4 separate regions of the Mus musculus genome follow, and all the other regions are linked to region 1. The links are chromatin contacts, called in public HiChIP or PLAC-seq maps. All regions are on one chromosome and are shown on one strand. Each heading gives the region's core, a stretch centred on a gene start, on an enhancer-like site or on the middle of the called end of the contact. The rest is flanking DNA. Distances are from core to core; before and after follow the strand shown.

Region 1 (3,566 bases), core at 726-3,225:
AGGAATGATCCATTGGGTGGAGATGTCCCCAGGGCTTGGTTTGGGATTGTTCATTATCTGCTCCACAAGACCTGGCTCAGTCACAGTGTACGTAGGCTCTGGGAACCAGTGCCAGGCCTTCAGCCAGGGGAGACGGGGAAGAATTCTCTACAGTCTGGGTTGCTGCCTCTGTGTAGACTGTGGGCACAAGGTAGTTACCTGGGAGGAAAGGATGAGAGAAAGATTGGAAACTAAGTAGCTCCTGGAGGTGAATAATTTCTTTGTATCCAAATGCAGGCAACAGAAACCAGAAACAGAGCGCCTGTGTGTGGCCTAGAGGAGTGCTCAGTGCGTCTTTAGTGAGTCATCACAGGAGGGACTCAAGGAGCTGAAGTTCCTTGAAGGAAGGCCCAGGCCATAATTTCTGTTGTCATTTTAGCCCTTAGCAATGGTCCAGAGCAGGATCTGATATGTTTGATAACTGACTCTCTGACAGAGCAAACAAATTAGCACTAAGGTGCATGATAGTGGACAGAAAGAGTAGTCATAGAAAATAGCCCGAAGCTCTGGCAGACCAGACCAGTGAGGCAGAGTTCAAGGCTGGACCCAGGAGCAGATGTCAGAGAAGTAAGACAAGCGCCTGGCTAAGACGCGGAGCTGGACTCCCACAATGCTTTGTAGAGGATCTTTTGGGACACCTGTGTTTATGGGTCACTTATATGTTCGAGTCTTTTCTGAGCTTTGTTTTTTGTTTTTTGTTTTTTAGGTTTTGTTTTTGTTTTTGTTTTTTGAGACACGGTTTCTCTAGGTAGCCTTGGCTGTCCTGGAACTCACTCTGTATACCAAGCTGGCCTTGGACTCAGAGATCCACCTGCTTCTGCCTCCTGAGTGCCAAGGTAAAGGCGTGCATCACCACTACCAGGCCTCTTCTGAGCTCTTTACCCAGATCGTGTCTTTATCTTTCCAGAAACACACAAAACATCTGTACCGTTCCCCCAGTGTTAAAGAAGACAGCCCAAAGCCAGGCGTGATGATGCACGCCTTTAATCCCAGCACTTGGGAGGCAGAGGCAGGCGAATTTCTGAGTTCGAGGCCAGCCTGGTCTACAGGGTCTACAGAGTGAGTTCCAGGACAGCCAGGGCTACACAGAGAAACCCTGTCTCGAAAACAAAAACAAAAACAAAAACAAAAACAAAAACAAAAACAAAAACAAAAACCAAACCAAACCAAACCAAAACAAAACAAAACAAAACAAAACAAAAGGCAGTCCAAGACACAGGTTGTGTGGACTGCCTGAGGTTACATAGAGCAAAAAGCAAGCACAGAGTTGTACTGGCTCTCTGGGAAGAGCAATAGCTACTCGCTGTGTGCAGTGTGCATAGGGAAACGGGCTTAGTGTTTGGGTCTTGCTCTGGATGAGTTCCCTCTTCTGGCTGCTTCATTTTTAAGACAAGGAACAGAAATTGAATATATCATCATCATCATCATCACCATCACATCGTCGTCATCGTCATTGTCGTTGTATATTCATACACAATGTCATGGTGATGCATGTAAGAAGGCAGAGGGAAAAATTCAAGAGTTGGTTCTCTGTTTCCATCCTGGGAGTTCTGGGGGTCAAACTCAGGTTGTCAGCCTGGGGCAGGCAAGCGCCTTTACCCATTGAGCCATCTCTGCATTTGCTATGCCGGGAGACTGAAGTCAGGGGGCTCTGCAAGTTGCTAAGGACGACCGACCGAACTCTGCTGATGGGAGGGATTTTCCTGCTCATCATCATGAATCAGCAGCAACCTCGCAGTGATCTGCAGCCTGATCATCCCCTGACCTGGCTCGTGGCCACTGACACGCCAGGCAGGGCCAAAGCCAAGGAACCCTTGTGCAAACAGACTTGGGCTAACTAGTCTTTGGGTCTGGCCTCCCCTTATCTCCCATTTCTATTTCTCTCTCCTAAGCCTTGACTCACCTCCAGCTCCATCTTTTCTTTCTTAATTGTTGCGACAGTCTCTCTTGTAGGCCTCCCAGCCTCTGGGCTTTCTCTCTCCCCACAGTGACTAACTCGCTTAACACATACATAAAGCAAAACTTGTAAATCAGTATTGCTCTCCTGCCCTTATGCCAAGCAGGGACTCTTTTTTTGGGAAAGGCCTGGATAAAGGGGTCCCTGGAAACACCTGTTTCCCAGCAGCTCCAGGGCTTTCTAGGCAGCCCCGGGGCTGCTTTTCCTGTACCAGGGAGTGTTTTTGTGTCTGGCATTTGCCCGAGCTGTTCCCTCTGCCTCCCAGGCATCCATCAGCACAGTGAGTGCCTCCTCATCCCTTTGACCCCTCGGGGTGGGGTGGGGGACAAAACACAAAACAAACAAACAAACAAAACCCCAGTATGAGTCCCTTTCCCGGGGTTACAAAAGTGATGTGTGTTCATTGTAAACAGGACAAACAGTATAGCATGCACTAGGGAATGACGGGACAAGGTTCCCTCCTCCCATCGCTTCAACAGCTGGAGACAACCGGCAGAGCGCCACTATTATAGCTGTGAACGGGCTTCTGTGCGTGGATACTCATACGCCTTTAAATACATGTAAATACACGCATAGTCACAAAAATTAGGGTCACCATGCTTCTTGGTAACTTGCTTTTTTTCCCCCCCTAAATGAAACATTTTGACATCTTTTCCTGTAGATTTACAAGGTAATTTTTCAGTCTTCAAAACACAATTCCAATCCCAGGGTTTGCTGTTCTGGAGGTGTCTCTGGGGTGCCCCTCCTCCCCAGATACTTCCCTCTGTGCCCTTCTACCAAAGAAATACCTTTTTTTTTAATTTACTTTTATTTTTGTTTATTTTTGTTTATTTTTTTCAACACAGGATTTCTCTGTGAAGCCCTGGATGTTCCTGAAACTAGCTCTTTAGACCAGGCTGGACTTGAACTCAGAAATCTGCCTACCTCTGCCTCCAAGTGCTGGGACTAAAGGTATGTGCCACCACTGTCTGGCTACTTTTTATTTTTAATTATTTTTTTGATCTTATATGTATGAATATTTTACCTGTGTGTGTTTATGTGCACCACATCTGTGCCTGGCGCCCTCAGTGGTCAGAAGAGAGTGTCAGATCCCCTGAAACTGCTGGGAACTGAGCACAGGTGCTTTAGAAGAGTAGCCAGTGCGTGCTTTTAATTACTGAGTTAACTCTCTAGGTCCTCTACCTTTGAAACTTTCCCCAGTAGTCAGATGGTTCTTTGATCTAAAAGGCAACTGTCTCAGATAGTATTACAAACCACGAATGGGGGAATAAAATATCAAAAGATGTAATCTGTAAACATAAGAAAGTAAAAGGGGAGGGATAGATAAGTGGAGGAAGAGAGTATGAGTATGCAGTTGAAGCTAAACTGATATTATGAAAACAAACTTGTTACAAATTAGGGTAATTGAAACTCCAGGGTAACCATTAAGAAAACAAGTTAAAAATATAAAAAGAGCTGGGCAGTGGTGGGGCACGCCTTTAATCCCAGCACTTGGGGGGCAGAGGCAGGCGGATTTCTGAGTTAGAGGCCAGCCTAGTCTACAGAGTGAGTTCCAGGACAGCCAGGGCGA
Region 2 (3,566 bases), core at 726-3,225, 460 kb after region 1:
TAAACTCTCACCAAGGCATCTTCACGTTGCCTGGACACTACCCATGACCCTGCTTGACCCTTGGTGTGTGCAGCCGCTTTCCCACTTGTTGCACCTTGTGTGTAACCGTCGTGTGACAAGCACACAGACGCTCATTCTCAATACCACAGCCTGATTAACTTAATGCTTGCATATGGAAGGCCGTGAGGGTTTCCAGAATGCCAAATATGGGCATTTTTTTTAAATTGACCTTGAGGAAACAGAAGGTCCTCAAAGCAGCCTGCTCTTTCCTGCCCTCCCCCACCCTCACCCCCACCTCATTTCCTCGCGATTATGGGAAACCCAGGTCTGAAAGTACAAACCAGACCCTTTGTTAGTGATGGTGTTAGGGTAAGTCTGAGGCCTGGGAGCCCTAACGGGCTGTCCTTAGTCACTAGTCTCCAAGAGGCCAAGTATAAACATGATCGATTAACAATAAAAAGCTAAGTAAAGAAGGGTGTGTTCAATGTGTCCACATGTTGAAGGAGGGAAAAGAAACCCAGAGGACCAGTTAGCTCCCAAGTCCATGGTCATGGTTCCTGGCATGACTTTAAGTTTAAAACAGAAAGTGTTCTAGCTTGCTTTCTACTGCTATGATAAACACTATGACCAGAAGCAATGTTTAGAGGAGTTTACATCATCTTACAGCTTCTAGTTTATCATGGAGAGAAATCAGGACAGGACCTGGAGATAGAAATTGAAGCAGAGGCCATGGAGGAATGTTGCCTAATGGCTCACTCTTTAGGTTCGACTCCAGCTACCTTTCTAGGATACTACTATTTATTATATATATATATGAGTACACTGTCGCTGTCTTCAGACACCCCAGAAGAGGTCATCAGATCCCATTACAGGTGGTTGTGAGCCACCATGTGGTTGCTGGGAATTTAACTCAGGACCTCTGGAAGAGTGGCCAGTGCTCTTAACCTCTGAGCCATCTCTCCAGCCCACAGGCATTTTCTTAATTGAGGATCTCTCGTCCCAGATATGTCTACATTTGTGACAAGTTATCAAAACCAAAGCCACATAGAAGGACAAAAGAATGCACACTTGAGCAGCCCTGGCAAAGGTCCGCCCTAGACCTCTCATTGTCTGAGCTCCATGCTGTCTTTCTGGTGATCTGAGGAGTTGTCAGAACTGTGTGGAATCTCTGGGGAGATGGGGCAGGGGTGCCTCTTGATAGCCTCAGTCTTTTGTCCCTCCCAGCCTGGTTGGGGGTCCGTTATCGCAATAGTTTGATAGTCAAAGGGAGGGTCTCTTTAGAAGATATTTTCTCCTGCCAGGAAGATTACACCACTGTGCGAGGCTCAGCCAGGAGCTGGAAGAAACTGGTTTCTGCCAGCATTTATTTTTTCCAATTTAATTTTATTTTTTCTTACTTATTCACTTTACATTCTGCTCACTGTTCCCCTCCTAGTCAGCCCCTCCCACAATCCTTCCTCCATCTCCCCTCCCCCTTCTCCTCTGAGCTGGTTGGGGCCCTTGGGTAGCCCCTCACCCTGGCACTTCAAGTCTCTGTGAGGCTAGGTGCTTCCTTTCCCACTGAGGCCAGACAAACAGCCCAGCTAGTGGAACATATCCCACACACAAACAATAGCTTTTTGGATAGCCCCGATTCCAGTTGTTCAGGACCCAATGAAGACCAAGCTGCACATCTGCTACATATATGCAGGGAGGCCTGGGTCCAGCCCATACAGGTTCTTTGGTTGTTGGTTCAGTCCCTGAGAGCCTCAAGGGTCCAGATTAGTCGGCTCTGTTGATCTTCCTATGGAGTTCCTATCCCCTTCAGGGCCCCACAATCCTTCTTCCTATTCTTCCATAAGAGTCCCCAAGCTCCATCCACTGTTTGGCTGTGGGTGTCTGTATCTGTCTGAGTCAGCTGCTGGGTGGAGCCTCTCAGAGGACAACATGCTCCTGGCAACAAGCATAACAGACTATCGTGAATAGTGTCAGGGACTGGTGCTTGCCGGTGGATGGGTCTTAAGGCAGTGTTCTTACCAGCAACGAAAATGCTAGAGGCAGGCTAAGGGGATCCAGTAGGGAAGGTTACTGCTGAACAGAAGAGAAGGAGGTGCACAGGGAAGTTAAGCCCAGGATGGGGTGGAGAGAGACAGAGGATGAAGATTAAACACATTCCTCAGACACAGCCACTGTCTTTCCTTGCCCCACCCCCCTGCTTGATTTTCTCATTGTTGCTAGACACAAAAGCCTGTTTCCTCTCTGGGTCTCCCCAGCCCAGGGACTTGGAGCTACTCCATAGTTGCTTGAGACAGGAATTGGGAAGATATATATATATATATATATATATATATATATATATATATATAGCCAGCTATGAAAGCTGAGGTTGGAAAAGGCGCAGTGTGACTTACTGTGTTGTGTACGTGGTCGGGGGTGGGGGGCAGTGTCACAGCATTCATAGGTATTACGCTTCGGGGCTCTTTGTATTTTGGGGGTTCCCAGAGGGAGTTTTCCAAGCCTGCTTTTTGTTCACGTTGTTCTGTTGCGGTTATTAACTGGCCTGGCAAAAATGAAGATATTCTAATGAAACACTCGTGTCTCTCAATTTAACAAACTTCTAAAGCAATAGAGACTAAAGAAATGAAAGATTTCCCAGCAGCCTGTAAGCTGCCATATCCAACTTGGATCTTTTTAATTGTCCCGCCTTTTTTTTTTTTTTTTAATTCCAGTGTCACCCAAACCAGGAGCTTCTCTCTGGAAGCCCCGCAAACCGAGGCTGGAGGGACCTGATCGAAAATCTGGAGAGATAACGAACCACACTGCGTTGACCTTGGTGCCACGTGGTTCCCAAAGCGCGACCAGAAACAATTTGGGAAACAAGCTTTGAGCCCAGCATTGAGGATCTTCTCAACTAGTTGAGCCCCCTAAACTTAGAAACTAGCTCATCGTGAACTACAGTTTTGTTTTGTTTTGTTTTTTTTCTAGACAGGGTTTCTCGGTGTGCCTCTGGCTGTCCTGGAACTCGCTCTGTAGACCAGGCTGACTTGGAATTCACAAAGTTCACCTGTCTCTCTGCCTTAGGACTGCTGGGATAAAAGGCTAGCCCCACAACCACCAGGTTTACCCCAGTTTGTTGTTATTGTTGTTGTTTATTTTTATTTTTATTTTTCGAGACAGGGTTTCTCTGTGTAGCCCTGGCTGTCCTGGAACTTACTCTGTAGACCAGGTTGGCCTCAAACTCAGAAATCTGCCTGCCTCTGCCTCCCAAGTGCTGGGATTAAAGGTGTGCGCCACCACATCCAGCTGTTTATATTTTTTATAGGTTGGTGATGTTAATGTTTGAGAACCTTTTAAATTTTTTATTTTTATTTTATTACCGAGGCTGGTCTTGAACTCATGAAATCACCACATGACACCAGCAGCCCTTAAGCTCTGATCCTCTGCCTTCAGCTCTGGAATGCTGAGATTACAGCCATGCATTGCTACACTTGTTCTAGCTTTCCTTTCCATAGCCAGAAATGCTTTATCTTGGATTACGGCATAATCTCCAGACCCAGCTTCGGGAATGTGAAACTTTAAAATATATA
Region 3 (3,566 bases), core at 578-3,077, 340 kb after region 1:
TGAGGCAGAGTTTCTGAAAGGTGCTGAGGCCACACTCAATCCTCCCTCCTACCCACCTGGAGGGCAGAATGGACCCCAGGACATAAGGCCAGTATCAGCTCCCACCCCCACCCCTGCCCCAACCAGAGACAGAAAGATCTAGTGGAGCCTGCTGCTGCCCAGGATAACTGAGTCGGCCCGAATTTGGTGGTGTTACAACTACAGGTCATTGTAGCAGGTGTGTACCTGTTTATAAAGGGTTCCCCGGGAGCCTAATGAGAGACCACCAGGGGCTGAATCCTATAACCCATGAGCTGTCTTGCCAGGATCCCAGATGTAGCCCAGATGTCCACAGCAGTCCCTCCCACAGGGTGGGACACCAGCTAGTCTATGCAGCCCCTCCCAACCCTTCTTCCAAGGTCAGGGAAGGAAAGCCGGCCATCTCCAGTGCGCCTTCCCCATTTAAGATGTTGGGAGAGGCATCTCTGTCCCTCAAGCTCTTTTTCCTGCCCAAAGCCACCTGGGTTCATCCTGTTGTCTAACTTCGAACCCTCTGACAGGTTAAGTCTAAATCATCAAAAAGAAAGGCAAACTTCCTGGGGGGCAGCTGGGGGGGTGGGGAGGACAGGCCAGGGAGACCGGACTTACTAGCCCTACACAAGGAAGGATTCTCTACCCACCTCCCTGGTGGCCTCAGTCCTTGGGCAGCGCCCTCTGCTGGCCAGAAAGAAATGCAGGAAAGAACAGAGTCCTACAGATCTTTGGGAAGGTCTGAGAAGGGGGACAAGGGACAGAGAAACAAGTAAAAACGTTAAGCTGCCCTGTCACTGACCTGAGCATACATAAAGAAGCAACCCTAGATGTGAGGAAGTTGTGACCCGCTTTATATGGACCTAGGGGTTAAGCAAGCTGGCAAACAGACTTTTAACACCCCAGAAGTGGCACTTCCTGCCCTGAATAGCTCAGTTGCCCTCTGCCCCTGAAACTCTTATTCCTGCCAGAAAGCCTTTCCTGCCACCTCCTACCAGGGCAACGTGCTAGAAGGTGCAGCTATAGCCAGAACCCTAGAACCTAAGAGCTGAGAGAGAGAGGGCACCTCAAGCCAGAAACATACACACAGAGATCCAAGCCCAGATCCCTGCTACAGCAGAACTCAAGATAGAATTAGGCCCTGGCCCTGAGTCACATCTTGGCATGAGCTTGCCTGACCAAGACAGGCCAGCTTGTCCAGAGGTGAGACTTAGGTCACAACCCATCGCCCTACCTCTGATGCCAGGTATCCTTCCCCTCACGTCCCACACGTGGGGTCAGGGTGGGGCCTGGGATGGACTGGGCTGGGCTAGTGCTGAGACCAGTGAAGGGTGGAGCACTTGGAAGGCAGAGGAGGGACATCCTGGGTGAGGGAGGCTACGAGTGTCCCCAAGGACTGGTGGCTTCTGGATTATCCTCTGGTGGTTGCTTCTCTAGCCCTGGGCATCTGCACAGGACCTTCACCCGGCTGACTTACCTCCAAAGACGGCAGCTCCTGACCTTCCCGGGCCCATTAGGGCCTGAAGCAGGGCCACACTTCCATGCTGCAGCCAGAGGGCCAGGCTTGTCTGCAGCCCTCCCCGTCAAGCACATGACCCAGTGGGCTTCCTTTGTGGCCCCCTGCATTACTTAACTGATTCACTGATCCCCCTAAGTGGCCAGGTCCCTTTCAGACCCAGGCAGCCTAGGGAGACTCCTAGGGGCAGTGTTGAAGCCCAGGAGGTACAGAGATCTACCGGCTTTAATTGGAAGTAATTAGTTAATCTACTCTGAAAGCAGTGGGGGAGGGGAGGAAGCTTTGGGGAAAGAAGACTCTACACTGTCAATCTGGTGAGTCTTGGGGGACCATAACTCTCCCCTGCACACGCACTCACTTAGAAGGCCTTTCTTTTCAACCCCAAGGCAAACCCAGGCCCGGAACAGACAGGGGGCAGCTTTGTATACAACAAAGCAGGTGCCCTGGGTTTGGTGGGAATCACCTTTGAGAGCAAGCCAGGAGAAAACCAAAGAAGGGAGCTAGAGAGATGCAGGAACTCTAGGGTGAGAACTGGTTCCTCTCTGTCACCTCTGTTTGCACCCTGCCCAAGGTCACGCACGTACAGCCCTACAAGTTAGGAGCCAGTGCGCTCCCAGCCCAAAGGCTAGCTTCGCTATTTCGGCAGCGAGAAGCCATTCCCATAACGGGGAAAGGGGCGCCGGAGGACAGAGCCCTAACCAGGCCCCAGGGGGTGTGTCCTCGGCCACAACGCGACGCGGGCAGGCAGCGTGGCGGGGACTCTGGCCGACAGCCTCCCGCGCGGTCCGGAGCAGCTGACCCGCTGGCGATCGGCCAAGTTGCGGCGGGCCGGGAGGCAGCAACGTGCGGCGCGGCATGTCGCGGGCCCGGAGACAGGGAGCTGTGGGGGCGGACCGGCGCGCCGCCTCCCCCCTCCGGGCCCCGGCCCATTCATAAAACCCAAAGGCATTGCCCAGGCCTGGCAGGCTTGGACTCCTAATTGCAAACTCATTAAGGAGTTTGCATCTCATTTACATGGAAATCATTTCCTGGGCCCTCAACAGAGAACTGTCCTCTCTATCCATCAGGCATACTGTGCCCAGTTCGACCCATCTACAGAGTGGGACAGAAGGGGGCCTGTCTTTCGGCCAGTGCCCCCCTCCCCAGTCTACCCACTGGGAGTCCCGGAAAGGGGGGCGGTTGGCAGAGCACCCACCAGCAAGGAACCCTGCCTGCGCCCCAGGTGAGCTGGCTCTAACCCCAGTGGGTCCAAGTGAGGGAGGTGCCCGCCAAGTCATTTGCCCCCCGGCCTGGCCGTGCCCAGGGAAGGGAGGAGGCGGTAGGCATTGGTCCGAAGCAGCTGGTTGTACCTGGCAAGAGTAGACCTGGTGGGTGAGGCAGTTCGTGCCCAGCCTCACGTACCTCCCTGCTACAGGCCGTGCCCCCACCCCCACACCCCTTACCCCACAGAACAAGCGCTCAGTGACTCCAGACACAGACACCCAGTCACAGCGCACAAAGGCACCCACAACTGGGCCAGCCGTCATAGCCACCATCCTGGCAGCCACTCTCGATGGCACACAGATCCTTCACAAGCCATTTGTCCAGGGTTGGGGGAGAGAGTCCTGTCTCGCGGAAGTGAGCCCAAAGAGGGTGTGCTCCCTTATGAACAGCACATGTGACCTCCCACCCCCTCTTTCCTACAGGTCCTTTTGGAAGTCCTCAAGTGCTGGCTCTGCAGAAGGACTTGCCCTGGCCAGACAGTGGGAATTCAGTGACCTGGTCATACTCAGGAGGAAATTGAAACCTGTGAGGATAGCTTGCTCTCCCAGACTGTATTAGAGCTGGTTTCTGTCCTGGTCCTTCATGTATGTAGTTAAGAGAGGGCTTCCAGCGTGTTCCATGTGAGGAGCTGGGGTATCCAACTGTTTAATGTTTAAAATGAAATAGAACCGTCTAAAGCCCATGAAATCTGATTTCATCTAGGACATAGTGTCCCTGTTCTGTGTCACCTGAAGTAGCAGAGATGAGCTCACCCATTCAGCATTTAGAATGTAGGATA
Region 4 (3,566 bases), core at 423-2,922, 260 kb after region 1:
GCCTAGGGAGGTGCTGTTGCTAGTGTGACTGCCTGTGGTAGTGACAGTGCACGTGTGTGTGCGTGTATGTGTGTGTGTGTGTGTGTGTACAGACAAGCCTAGGGAGGTGCTGTTGCTAGTGTGACTGCCTGTGGTAGTGACAGTGCACGTGTGTGTGCGTGTATGTGTGTGTGTGTGTGTGTGTGTGTGTGTGTGTGTGTGGGCGCGCGCGCATGTGCTTAGGAGCACGTGCATATGTGTGCTCCTGGAACCACAGCTTGGAGAGCCTGCTGGGCAGGCTAGGTGGTAGCAGCAGGCTGGAGATGGGCTTGGGCTAAGGAGGCAAGGGCCCTGCCTTGTGAACCTAGAGGCTAGCTGGTAGAACAAGGAGGAGGGTGTATTGAGCCAAGATGCAGGTGCAGGCAGGCAGGTAGGCAGGTGGTTCCCACAGCAGTGGCGATTCCCAGATTCCCTTCCAGGAATGTTCCTAGAAAACCCCTCCACCCAGCTTCCCACCCCTACTGCCTCATTTACCTGGTCAGGGAGGTGCTAGGTGACTCATCCCCTCCCAGGACAAGAAGCCAGCTCTTGGCTACTTGTTAGAGAGCCACTCAGGGGTGGGGCAGGTAGACAACCCTTCCTGGGCCCCACCCCCAAGCCAATCAGGGCAGCATCTGGCCACGCCCCCACATCCCTCACCTGTGCCCTTCATCTAAACGGGGTTGGATGCCAGGAATCAAGAAAAGACTAGGGCAGGCAGCCTCACCTCCTCCCAAGGCAAACTCACCTCCACAAACCCGAGTAATGGGATACCAAAGGGTCCCCCATCATTACATCAATGTGGGGCCAGCCCTGAACCAAGACCCCAACTCTCCAACCAAGTTCTGTTTTTTTTTTTTTTTCCCATCTCCTTGTATTATTCAAACTCAACCACTCCAGGTTCCCAAGTAATCTAAGATCACACACATTCGTTGGATTTATTTTTAATTCTCTCTGACAATCATATCTTCCGCCCCCACCCCAACCCAAACAGGAGCATCAATGGTCTGCCTCTCCCTCCCTCAACCCTGACTCCTCTACAGGTCCTGATTCTGGCACTGCTATGTGATGGGCTTGCTGCCTGAGTACATGGATCCCCCACTGCAGCAGGACGGATGGATTGTGAACAGCTTGTACTTGTGGGCATGCCTAGGTCTGGGTGTGGGAGCCTACGGGGACTTCCTGAGGAGCATGCCGAGGCATCTGAAGGTGTCCCCCTTTTCTGTCTCTTCTCCTAGACTTGCCATTATCAGTTCTCAGATTGTTGGGCCCCAGGAGGAACCACTTACAAGTGGGGTCAGGGACACCCAAGTCTCCAGCCCTGCCCAAGCTCCGCTGCCAGCACCCTCGAGACAGCTTTGCCCCACCCAGGCCACAGAATGGGGTGACAGGAGGAGGCAGCCAGGCGGCTTCCAGCTTCCTAGATGGGAGCTCATTACCGCAGCACTCAGTAGGTTGTGGGAGGGGGTGTGCAGCCAGGACTTGGCACTGACTACAAAGGGTGGGGGGCACCCCCAGCACTCCTGCTGCTGGCAGCAGAGGCTGGAGGAGGGGCTGTGACGTTTGGTGGCCTCATGTGGCTGGGAGGAAGTAGCTAATTGCTGACCTGATGACTGGGCGGCCTGAGGAGTGGGGTGATGATACCACGGGCGGGCGGGCGGGCGGGCGGGTGGCGGCAAGCACTCAGCCTAAGGAGGAGGCCTTCAGCAATAGGGTGGGTGCACCCTGCAGAGGGCAAGCCTGGGGTGGCTATAGTTAACAAGGGAGTGGGGGGGTTGCTGAGGCTGTGACCGTGGGAAAGGGCTTTCCAGGGCCTTCCCTCGGCTTCCAGGAAGAGTTCAGATGCCCTGAGGCATGAGGGGCCTTAGGAGGGGTGCAGGAGCAAGGGATACACCACAGTTCCTATCTCTGCTCCCCTGACTTGCTCACCCCACCCCCACCTCATCCCTGCAGCCTTGGATTCCTGTTTGGCTCCTTGAGTGGTCCGGGTTGATGAAGATTTCAGCTGCCCTGGGTGCAGAGCATACTAGAGGCAAGGAGACCACAGACAGGAGCAAAGGCCTTGGGAATGGCTGAGGCTGACAGAAGGCTGGCAATCTGTTGAGATGCTCATGGGCAGCCAGGAGACCAGCAGGACCACTGCACCAAGGCACACTTGACTGGCATGAAGCTTGGGTACCCAGATCTCAGAGCTCCCCCAAACCTCACTCTCTCCACAACCTAATTGGGAACAGGTAGACGCGGCCTTCAAGAGCCCTGGCCAGGACCAGGGACAGATTAGAAGGCTTAGAGGATGTGGACGCTCTTCTCCAAACTCCCAGGCTCAGCATTCCAGAGCACCTCCACGCTGGATTCCTAGAAGGAGGACCCATCTGGAAGGCAATCCTCCAGGCCCCTGGCTCCTCCTGTGGTCAGGAACACTCACTAGTACAGGCAGGGATCACCAGCGCTGCTCTGGGAGAGACGAGGCCTCCAGCAATCCACAGAGCCTGCTCCAGGGACAATCAGGCATGGTTAGAAACAGATGCTAACCCTGAAACTCTCTAAAACGCCTGGTAAAAATCAACCCCTGACCTCAGGAAGTTCCCAGTCTGGTGGGAAAGATACACCACTCTCAGCTCTGCTCTGATGGACCAAAGCTTGCTTCTCAGTCTAAGGGGCAGAGACTCCTGCCCTCAGGGAACTACGAATATCCTGGATTCCAAAAACATGTTTTTTGGGCACAGGGAAAGTATCTGGATTGCCTGCTAGAGGGGGTGGAAGATATCCAGTTAAGCTGAAGAGAAGGCAACAAATATCCTAGCATAAGTATATCCCATACAGCATTTGAGATATACTTATACTTAGCTTCATTCTATGTAACTGGATAGCCTGTGTTATTTGCCAAATAACAAGCAAGTGTCCAGCTTGAGAGAGACAGACAAACACAGCTCCTCATGACTACTGTATATGTGTGTGTGTGCGTGCAAGTTTGTGTGTGCTTGTGTGTGTGTGTGTGTGTGTGTGTGTGTGTGTGTGTGTGTGTGTGTGTTGGGGGAAGCGTGGTTCCTGGGGCTCAGCTGTAGCAGTTTAAAATTCCTTCCAGGCCAGATCCCTAATCCTCCCGCACAATGCTGGCCTTCTCCCCCGCCGCCCACGCCCTCCCCGGAGGGGCCATGGCAGTGCCACCGGGGGCCTCTTTAAGCCCCTTTGAAGCCTCCAGAGCGCGCACCGCGGGAGGCCCAGCCGCTATGCCAGCTATGCCAGCTATGTCCCCGCTGCCGCCGGCCACCACCGCGCCCCCATTAATGCGGGCTAATCTGGCTAATAAATAAACTCCCCTCCCTGAGGTAGCCCCCCGCTGGCTCCTCCCCTTGCTCTCCCGAATTGATTCAGAGCTGGGCCAGAACTCGCAGCCCCTTCCTTCTGCACTGTGACTTGACACCTGTCGCATCCCAGCCTAGGAGGAACTGCAATGCACTTGCCCGACTCTTCTTCAGTGCACCTGCCTTCGGGTGGCAAGACGCCCCGGAACTTGGGGGGGGGGGAGGATAACCGTCTCAGGGCGC

The links. HiChIP or PLAC-seq counts read pairs in DNA pulled down with a chosen protein or histone mark.
Region 2: a FOXA1 HiChIP or PLAC-seq map of pancreatic cancer cells shows a contact between it and region 1. The contact joins two enhancer-like sites. A contact is called at or near these places in 9 of 39 promoter capture datasets (the 3T3-L1 cell line, the C10 cell line, the HPC-7 cell line and 5 more) and 4 of 115 datasets of contacts at active chromatin or transcription factors (the 230-238 cell line, bone marrow-derived macrophages, extraembryonic endoderm stem cells and 1 more).
Region 3: an HNF4G HiChIP or PLAC-seq map of pancreatic cancer cells shows a contact between it and region 1. The contact joins the promoter of F630040K05Rik here to the enhancer-like site in region 1. A contact is called at or near these places in 2 of 39 promoter capture datasets (embryonic stem cells and neural stem cells), 7 of 15 datasets of contacts at CTCF or cohesin (CD8 T cells, the NIH/3T3 cell line, embryonic stem cells and 3 more), 72 of 484 Hi-C or Micro-C datasets (B cells, the Ba/F3 cell line, CD4 T cells and 39 more), 41 of 115 datasets of contacts at active chromatin or transcription factors (the 230-238 cell line, the HPC-7 cell line, SST interneurons and 26 more) and 3 of 9 other capture datasets (adipose tissue, liver and pancreatic islet).
Region 4: a contact with region 1 is called in an HNF4G HiChIP or PLAC-seq map of pancreatic cancer cells. The contact joins two enhancer-like sites. A contact is called at or near these places in 1 of 15 datasets of contacts at CTCF or cohesin (stem cell-derived epiblast-like cells), 1 of 484 Hi-C or Micro-C datasets (the N1E-115 cell line) and 6 of 115 datasets of contacts at active chromatin or transcription factors (acute myeloid leukemia, craniofacial prominence, embryonic stem cells and 1 more).

Annotation. Positions count from the first base shown.
Region 1 is chr17:46,068,505-46,072,070 of GRCm38.p6, reverse strand. No RefSeq gene overlaps it. Among named protein-coding and RNA genes, the nearest start is that of Vegfa, 38 kb to the right of the region's middle. Within about 2 kb of position 1,975, at least 47 of the 459 cell types and tissues checked have an H3K27ac peak or open chromatin away from gene starts, as enhancers often do. A contact at or near this core is called in the G1E-ER4 cell line, the HL-1 cell line, the N1E-115 cell line and 7 more, where this site is marked.
Region 2 is chr17:45,608,835-45,612,400 of GRCm38.p6, reverse strand. No RefSeq gene overlaps it. Among named protein-coding and RNA genes, the nearest start is that of Mymx, 8.6 kb to the right of the region's middle. Within about 2 kb of position 1,975, at least 73 of the 459 cell types and tissues checked have an H3K27ac peak or open chromatin away from gene starts, as enhancers often do. A contact at or near this core is called in pancreatic cancer cells, where this site is marked.
Region 3 is chr17:45,732,767-45,736,332 of GRCm38.p6, reverse strand. F630040K05Rik (RIKEN cDNA F630040K05 gene) reads right to left here and starts at 1,827. Exons shown (of 5, transcript NR_152153.1): 1 at 1,487-1,827. 1600014C23Rik (RIKEN cDNA 1600014C23 gene) reads left to right here and starts at 2,489. Exons shown (of 2, transcript NM_028164.1): 1 at 2,489-2,747; 2 at 3,211-3,469. The coding sequence starts at 2,540. The coding sequence ends at 3,308.
Region 4 is chr17:45,805,602-45,809,167 of GRCm38.p6, reverse strand. All of the region lies in intron 1 of Gm46607 (a long non-coding RNA gene), which reads right to left. Among named protein-coding and RNA genes, the nearest start is that of Gm46607, 19 kb to the right of the region's middle. Within about 2 kb of position 1,672, at least 56 of the 459 cell types and tissues checked have an H3K27ac peak or open chromatin away from gene starts, as enhancers often do. A contact at or near this core is called in the N1E-115 cell line and pancreatic cancer cells, where this site is marked.